2 separate regions of the Xenopus laevis genome follow, and region 2 is linked to region 1. A link is a contact called in public Hi-C data. All regions are on one chromosome and are shown on one strand. Each heading gives the region's core, a stretch centred on a gene start, on an enhancer-like site or on the middle of the called end of the contact. The rest is flanking DNA. Distances are from core to core; before and after follow the strand shown.

What was found. A called contact is a pair of places that touch in the nucleus more often than the background predicts.
Region 2: a Hi-C map of the XL177 cell line shows a contact between it and region 1, with 5 times the contacts expected there. The contact joins two enhancer-like sites. A contact is called at or near these places in 2 of 4 Hi-C or Micro-C datasets (the XL177 cell line and the XTC cell line).

The regions. Positions count from the first base shown.
Region 1 is chr9_10S:10,458,349-10,462,969 of Xenopus_laevis_v10.1, reverse strand. All of the region lies in intron 1 of sall4.S (spalt-like transcription factor 4 S homeolog), which reads left to right. Among protein-coding and RNA genes, the nearest start is that of sall4.S, 3.0 kb to the left of the region's middle. Within about 2 kb of position 1,974, at least 3 of the 7 cell types and tissues checked have an H3K27ac peak or open chromatin away from gene starts, as enhancers often do.
Region 2 is chr9_10S:10,580,546-10,585,166 of Xenopus_laevis_v10.1, reverse strand. No RefSeq gene overlaps it. Among protein-coding and RNA genes, the nearest start is that of LOC108702603, 29 kb to the left of the region's middle. Within about 2 kb of position 2,761, at least 1 of the 7 cell types and tissues checked has an H3K27ac peak or open chromatin away from gene starts, as enhancers often do.

The DNA of each region.
Region 1 (4,621 bases), core at 725-3,224:
GGTATTGCCTTCCTGTATATTTATAATTTTTCCCTATTAACATTGGGATCAACCATCATTTTTACTGGCCAGATGGCAACCCTACCTCCAACATAACCAGAGGTTGTCCTGTTTTACCAATATATGTTGAAATTGCTCATTATTTAGGGCAGTGATCCCCAACCAGTAGCTCGTGAGTAACATGTTGCTCTCCAACCCCCTTGGATGTTGCTCCCAGTGGCCTCAAAGCAGGTGCTTATTTTTGAATTCCAGGCAATTTTGAATTGGATAAAAACTAAGTAAGTAGACTGCCAAGTAGAGCCTCTTGTCCACATAGGGGCTACCAAATAGCCAATCACAGCCCTTATTTGGCACCCCTAGGGACTTTTCCATGCTTACGTTGCTCCTCAACATGTGGCTCATGGGTAAAAAAAGGTTGGGGACCTCTGATTTAGGGCATCACGGGGCCCCTATACCTCCAGGTACCTCTGTAGTTACGCCCCTGCTCTAGGACCTTTGTTTCTACCTGCTCTTTATTCTGGATATCTAAATGGCACAAGGGGGTACATGAACACTTCTATATCGTATCTGTGTATATTCCGGTTATGCAATTTATACCTGAGATAAAATCTAGATAATGTAATATTTTATAATCTCAAAGGGGACACTGCCCTTGCTATTACTCTTATTCATCTGTATAATATACCTACAAGATTTATTTGTGTATATGTATTTTATGGTGCGTGTTACACTTTAATATTGTGGGGATAAATAATACATTTAAATCATAAAGGACATTTTAATATTAATCAGGTACAACTTGTATTGTGGGTGCAGCCAACTGCTGGCAAGACATGGCATTGGCTGTTTCCCTAACTGTAGGCACATGTTTTTTATCTGGACTTCAAATCAGCCTATTTTTTCTTTTTAGGGTCAGTTACTATTAACTTCAGAAATACGCTGACCAGCAGGCTATAAATGCCATGTTTAATGCATGACTGTTTTCCTTTGTGCATATGGTGGTTTGGAAAAGGGAGGGGGAGCAGGCCTGTTAGGAGGGGGGTGGATGCTGTTCCCAAATGTAAATCTGAACAGCATGCTTTTTTTTTTTTTTTTTTTTTTTTTTTGTAGTTGAACAGACCACCCCCCATGAATTATATATGTCCCCCTTTTTAAAATTTTTTTTTTTTTTTTTTTGGGACACTGCTGTTGAAAAACTTGTTTCTAAGCTCTTGTGTAATTAGCAAACAATATGAGCAGCTCTGGAGTCAGTTCTTGCATAACTATTCCTATTATTTCCAAACATCCCTGCAGAATCTATTAATCTCCCCCAGGATTTCATGGCCACAAGGCATTATAGTAGCAACTTTTTTTTTGGAACCTTTGTATTTAAACGTGTTGCTATATCTCCCCCACCCACCTCTTCCATCACTGATCAATTTGATATTAACAGTAGGTGTGATTTTTAGCTGTGACCTTATACACTTGCGCCACCTTCTGGAATGACCTGCTCACTGCGAAGTACAAATGTGTCCTATCACAATACACTGAAATTTTTTTAATTTAATTTTTTTTCCCTTTATAAACTCATTAGATATAACTATAGTTATTATAGTATGTATGTATGATGCACAAGTTTGAAAAATAAAGACATTTTTGGTTCACTAACCAAGGAGTGCGGGTCCTCTTGAACTTTATATATAGATAGATATACATTTTTATTTTTTTACATTTTAAATTTTAATTCTTTTGCTCTGCGCTCTTATTTACAAATCTAATTAGAAATTCTGTGTCACTCCCTCCCCTTTCTAACAATGCAATTTTATTTTTGTTGTCTCGGAACATACTTGGTGACTAATTAACAATCCAGGAAACCAGCAGGTGGGGGAGTTGCAAGGTACAAAGCTACATATTGAAAATTATCATATGAACAAAGAGGTCACCAGTGCCTCTGTTTATCATCAGATACAGGGATTGCCCCCTGTTAATCTCCAAGGTTAATCTCTCAAAGTCTTCCATTTAGTGTTACTAGACCATTAAATATGTTTGTTTCCCCACTATGCTTGGTTATAGAGTCTGACCTGGGAACATAAAGAACATACAAACTTATTGTGATTTACACTTAACATGTTTCAGGTTTATTATGTACAGTTGGGTATTTGCAAGCAGAGGGGCTTAACAGGGGAATCGGACCCTGCAGCTGCAGGGGGCCCCAGGAGTATAGGGGGCCCCATGAGGCCCTAATTAGCAGTTTGAACATATATTGGTAAAAAAGGACGACCTCTGGATGTGTTGGGGGGGGGGGCTAAAATGAATTTGCTGTGGGGCTACAAACATAGCAGTTCAGATTGAAATACGACATCTGTCCTACCTTGTGCTCTTAAAGACACTAGCTGGTTCATAATTTAAACTGGAGAGAGCTGTAGGATTTTGGGAAGCAGTAAAGGATTTCTTACTAATGAATGGTTGTCGTTTAATAAATGGTTGGACAGTCTATAGTCTTCATAGCTTGCAATAATGGGGCCTGCGTCTATTTCCCCCTCCCCCCGAGTCCTTTATTAACTAAACTTATTTTATTCTCCTTATTTTGCTCCAAATTTTTTATTTCTTAAGTTTTACAATAAAATAAAAAAAAAAACCTTTTTGCGACCTTCTGCACACTTGCAATGCAACTCCTGAGTAGAGGCATAAACAATTTTTTTTATTTTCATTAAGTGGCCTGCAACAAAACAAATTCCTGGCAGGGCTGTTAACAAAGCTAATTCATCACCGCAGGGGTCGGGGGCTGTCAGTAAGGCACTTGGGGGGGGCCAGATGGCTGCAAAACAGCAGTCAGGAACTTGATGTGAGTGACACTCCATTATTAGTGGTGGTAAATGTGTTTAAATTTATAAATGTATTTTTTAAAAAAGTATAAACAAATTATTTTAAGTGTGTATAACTTTATAAATATATATTGAAGAAGAGATCACTCGTTTTTGAGGGATTTTATAATTCACCCTTTCTTGTCTTGTTTCATTTTGTGTGGGTGTTGGCTGGAGGTTGGGCATCTACACATGGAGGTTTCCTTGGGTTGAAAACAGCTGGTGGGTTTTTCTTTAGCCAAGCGTCCGTTGGGATTTGGCTTGTGGTGACTAGGTTAACCACACAGTCCTTATCTGTCATAGGTGAAGGGTTAGGCAAGGCCAAATTGGCTTTTGTTGTTGTCCTTTTGTGTAATGTAAGGTGCTGCTGGGCCTGCTGGTATAACCTCTGGCTCATTTGTGTGGGTGGCAGGTTAGTGTCAAGTTTACTGTTAGGACTGACCTTGGCAGGGATTGTGTCTTGTCTGTGATGCGGCTGATGGTGACTATTTTGTGCATCTCCGATCTGTTGGGGAGACTCAATGCAAAATGAGTAATTGATATGGGCAGGTGGTGCAGAGCCATGTGGGGTCTTTAATAGAATATGGGAACAATTTTTTTTTTTTTTTCTCTTAATAAATATACCATTTGTTGCGTTTCCCTACCTCCAGTGCTGTCTTCTGTTCAGAGAAGGATTTGCATAGAATATATTCCAGTTTAGTGAGTGTAATGGCATTGGGCAGCAGGGCATGTTGATCTTTGCTGCTGGAAAGATCAGGGTTTTGTTAATTTTTTTTTTTTTTTTTTGGACCCTCACTGCTACATGTGCCAAGATCTTACACAGGATGAATGAATCAGAAAATGAACTGACTGTAGCGGAGTATAGATAGCCTCACGCATCTGCTCAGGGAGTTGGGTAAAAGCGATCTGATATTTCTCATTTTCAGAGACTGAAAGATCAGTGTTTCACTAAAAGCAAACTCGGCACTGGCTGCTGGGAGTTATACCCATCATTTAGCATACCTCCCAACTGTCCTGTTTTTCGTGGACATCCCAATTTTGACAGCTCAACCCGCAGTCCCGGATGGTTACTGAAATGTCCTTGGGGAAACTGTGACTTGCAGCATAAGGGCAGAAACACATGCTCAGATTCGGGGAGATTACTCACCCAACGACAAATCGCCTCTTGTTCGGGGCGACTTAACTCCCCGAAATGCCTTCCGTTGGCTAAAATGTAAATGGCAATCGGTGCACTTCGTTTTCCGAAGCCGCCCGTAGTTGCCTTACGAGGCAACTTCGGAAAACGAAGCGCTTAGAGTACCATCCCACAGGAGATTTAGAATTATAGCCGACGGGAGGCAGTTCGGGGAGTTTAGTCACCCTGAAGAAGAGGCATCTCTGCCCTAAAGGGCAACTCACCTTCATTAGCAAAACTATAATAATACATAAAACCTGACCCCAAAGCTCCCAGAAATGTGTTCAAACTTCCCATAACCTGCCAAATTTTGTAAAATGGATGTGGTATTTAGGGGGAGTGGCCATAAAATGGTGTGGTTAAAAAAAATTGCCACGCTCTTTGCAGCAAATCTTTTTGCCCCTCTTTCTATTTTCCAAAAAGTTGGGGCTCGGCTACTCACGATTGGCATAGCAGCGTCTCAATCACTTTAAGGCCATTAACATATGTGACAATAGGCTTGCATCCCCCTCCCAAATCCATTTGTTAGTGATTTAATCTAAACCCCTGCTGTCATTACTGCATTCTCCTAACTTATTGGATAAATAGATTCTGTGAGATAACA
Region 2 (4,621 bases), core at 1,512-4,011, 120 kb before region 1:
TAGGTCCCTGCAAGGCAATTTAGCACAATTTGGATTTGATTTAAAGATTGTTTAACATATACTACAGCTTTTCTTTTACTTTAATAAAGTCATGCATTTCAAAGGCAAGACTTGAGTCTCATCGTGAAATCTAATAATGATTTAAATGTGATGCTAATGCTGAATTTAAAAAAAAAGTGTTAGAATAAAGTGTATTTTTGTGATAAACAGTGTTTTATAAATATGTTTCCTTAAGAGGTTTAAAAAAAGAATAGGTTGAATGCAACAATAATTATACACATATCTATGATTTTTACATTAAAAATATCTTGTTTGAATTTTTGCGATGTGTTTTAAAGATAATAAACAAAGGTTTCTATTTTTAAAATGCAGAAATTAAAAATATACATTTTTTGAATGCAACAATACTAATTATACACATATTAAAAATAAACTTTTTTGAACTGAACAATAGTGATGGGCGAATAAATTTGTCAGACACTAATTCCCCGTGAATTTCCGTGTTTCGCCGCAAGTGAATTAATTTGTGAAACTGCGTGGACAGTTCACCGCCAAAAAATCCTCTGCATCAAAAAACAATTTGAAGCGCGTCAAAATTGGCGCTCGCATAAAAATTGTTGCATCAAAATTATTCGGACGCCCGTTGACTTTAATACACTTGGACCAAATTGTCACGTGTATAAAAATTGATGATGATTGCGTCAAAATTGACGCGCATTAATTTCGATAATTTCATGATGATAAATTTGTGGATTTTTCAGCAAAGTTAAACTGCACAGATTCGCCCATCACTACTGAACGACCATTTATATATATATATCTATATCTATATATATATATATATATATATATATATATATATATATATATATATATATATATATATATATACACACATAAGTATGACCTGTTATCCAGAATGCTCTGGACCTGGGGTTTGCTGGATAATGGATCTTTCTGTAATTTGGATCTTCAAGTCTACTAGAAAATCATGTAAACATGAAATAAACCCAATAGGCTGGTTTTGCTTCCAATAAGGATTAATTATAGTTTAGTTGGGATCAAGTACAAGCTATTGTTTTATTATTACAGAGAAAAGGAAATTATTTTTAAATATTTGGATTATTTGGATAAAATGCAGTCTATGGGAGATGGCCTTTGCTTAATCCAGAGTTTTTTGGATAACGAGTTTCTGGATAACAGATCCCATACATATATATATATATATATATATATATACACATATATATATATATATATATATATATATGTACATATATATATATATATATATATATATATATATATGTTGCATTAAAAAATCTAATTAGAACTTTTGTTATTTGTCAAAAAGTTAATAAACAAAGGGTTTCCTTTAAGTGCAGGAATTCAAAATAAATGTTTTTTACAAAACAATAATTATACACAAGTATGGGACCTGTTATCCAAAATGCTCGGGACCTGAGGCTTTCTGGCTAACGGGTTTTTCCATAATTTGGATCTTCATACCTTCAGTCTATTAGAAAATCATATAAAAATTAAATAAAGCCAATAGGCTGGTTTTGCTTCCAATAAGGATTAATTCTATCTTAGTTGGGAACAAATACAAGTTACTGTTTTATGATATGAGAGAAAAAATTTGGATTATTTGATTACAATGGAGTTTATGGGAGACGGCCTTTCCGTAGTTCGGAACGTTCTGGATAATGGGTTTCCGGATAACGGATACCTGTATATTAAAAAATGTGTTTATGCTTTTTTTTTTAGAAAATATACTTTGTGTTTAACTTTTTGAAAAACATTTAAAAATTATAAAAATTAAGGTCTATACGTATATACATATACAGACTTATATATAATGATTAAATTAATAATAATTTATCATTTTGCCTACATGTTATTGTCTCTATTTTAAGCAGAAACTATATATATATATACACACAGTATATCACCCCTTTGGTTAAAATACAGCCAATATGATTTAGTAACTTCCTTATCTTAAACGCAATCAAACACCCAGGCAGTTAATCGTTATCTGTTCTTTTCTGTTCTTTTATTTTGAATACATAAAAGGTGTCACCTGTAAAGACATTCTATGAAGTGGTTTAGGAGGAATATAAATTAGCTGGTAGCTTTATATTCCGTACAACTGTTTCAACTGTTAAGACGCTATAAGATCACTGAGCTAGATTTCCTGGCAGTTAATTAAACTGCCGGGTTTGTCATACACGTTATATTGCAGCCCGACACATGACTAAGGGTTAGTTCACACGAGGAGATTCGGGGAGATTTTGTCACCTGTCGACTAATCGCCTGGTCTTCTGAGCGACAATCTCCCCGAACTGCCTCAGCGTGTTTTCCCATAGGCTATAATGAAAAGTCGCCTGCGCTAATGCACACGTGGCAATGTGTTTTCCATAGTCCCCAAAGTTGCCTCACGGAGGAAACTTTGGGCGACTTCAGAAAACACAGCGCCGCGCGTGCTTTAGCGCAGGCGACTTTTCATTATAGCCTATAGGAAGACACGCTGAGGCAGTTCGGGGAGATTGTCGCTCAGAAGACGAGGTGATTAGTCGACAGGTGACAAAATCTCCCCGAATCTCCTCGTGTGAACTAACCCTTAAGGATATCATTGTGGTTTAGAATAGATTTTCAACAGCTCCCCTCGGGGCTATAACACAAGGCATTAGACTGCAAGTGTTTCCAACTGGTGGGGGAACAAAGTCACAATGTTTCTATTGTCATTCAATAATGAGCTAAAAAGGCAACTCTTTTCCTGTAATGTGACTAACACTTTCTTAATAGGAGGAAGCAGAGTATGAATCTTAATAGAGGCTGATTGCAAGATTGCAAATCATCCTTATAACAGTATATTGGCTTCTTCAGAGAAACGTTTTATATATATATATATATTATATATATTATATATATATAAGCTCAGAGGTCATCGGTGTTTAAACACACAAAAACACACAAGGTTGGAGGTCCCTGTGACATTGTTATAGAAACATAAAGAGAGAGGATATTTAAACAATGCTAAGTAATCACATCATTATGCTGGAATCTGTAAATCCTTTGTTAGATATACTGGGCCTTCAACTGCTCATTGTGTCTGTGTGTGTCCTAATGTAGCTTGAAGGAGATAGATAGATAGAGAGATAGATAGATAGAGAGATAGATAGATAGATAGATAGATAGATAGATAGATAGATAGATAGATAGTGAGATAGATAGATAGTGAGATAGATAGATTAGTATCTAAAAATAATATGAAAGTCATCACAAAATAGTCTTCTTAAAATACATTATCATCTAGATTCCAATTATCATGTACAAGTAAATACATTTCAGGAAAATCAAGAATTATGGGTGCAGTTCCCCATGCTATAATGTGGGTGAACCGTTCTTGAAGTATTTCCTCCTCCTTCTCTAATCTAGCCAATTGGTGATGTTTGTGCTAAGGTCCTTTTGTCTCTGTCCTTATATATTAGGCACCTATCTAGTGTTACCAATCCCTATTTCTGTAGGGAAATGAGAGCAGAGCAGACAGTAACCCTTCCAACACTTTCCTCTTGTCTCTGTCCTTATATATTAGGTACCTATCTAGTGTTACCAATCCCTATTTCTGTAGGGAAATGAGAGCAGTGCAGGCAGTAAACCTTACTATTGTGTTTGACGTTTTGTTTTTTAGAGATGCAAGAAAATGCCCAAAAAATAATTGAGTTGCATATTCTCACATTTAAAACCCAAATGGGGACCTAAAACTGACCTCAGTGTGGTGTTGCACTAACAATCGTTACTGCCCTACATGGGACAAATTAAACATTTTTTTCAGTATCCACGTATAGGCTCATTGATCATAAATATCCTTAACGTATAAGAATAAAAATTAGGGGCTGTTCCTGCTGAATTGTGCTTAGTACAGGGGAATACCTATGCTGCCATCGTTTTATGGGATCTCTCTGTACAGACCATGAGAAAATTTAGGGGCTGTTCCTGCTGAATTGTGCTTAGTACAGGGGAATACCTATGCTGCCATAGTTTTATGGGATCTCTCTGTACAGACTATGAGCAAACTTAGGGGGCTGTTCCTGCTACAGTTAATCCTGGAATTTTCCAGTACTGATGTGATGTCAAACAAAGGATCCATTGCTGCTAAGCCATGACCTGGCTGCTGAACATGGCTAGTGTGGTTAATAAGGAGGTGGCTAGCCACCCTGAGATAATGGCATTGTAGGCAAGGCTGAAAGTACAAGCTAAACCAATGACACCCTGATAAAATCTGTAGGGCAACAAACAGGAGATAACTAGTGATGGGCGAATTTGTCCCATTTCGCGAATTTATTGCGAAATTCGTGTAACGGCGAAAAGTTTGCAAAACACGTTGAAATCAATGGGCATCAAAATTATTTTGATGTATGTCAATTTTGATGCCTGCGACAATTTTTATACGTGCGCCTATTTTGTCAAAATGCATTAAAGTCAACGAGCGTCTGAATCATTTTGGCGCACAACAATTATTAATGCGCGCGATTATTCTGACAGTTTTTGAGAATTTTCACTGCAGTGTCGCTGCAAAACGCAGCAGAACGCGTAAGTTCGCCGCTAATTTAGTTAGACA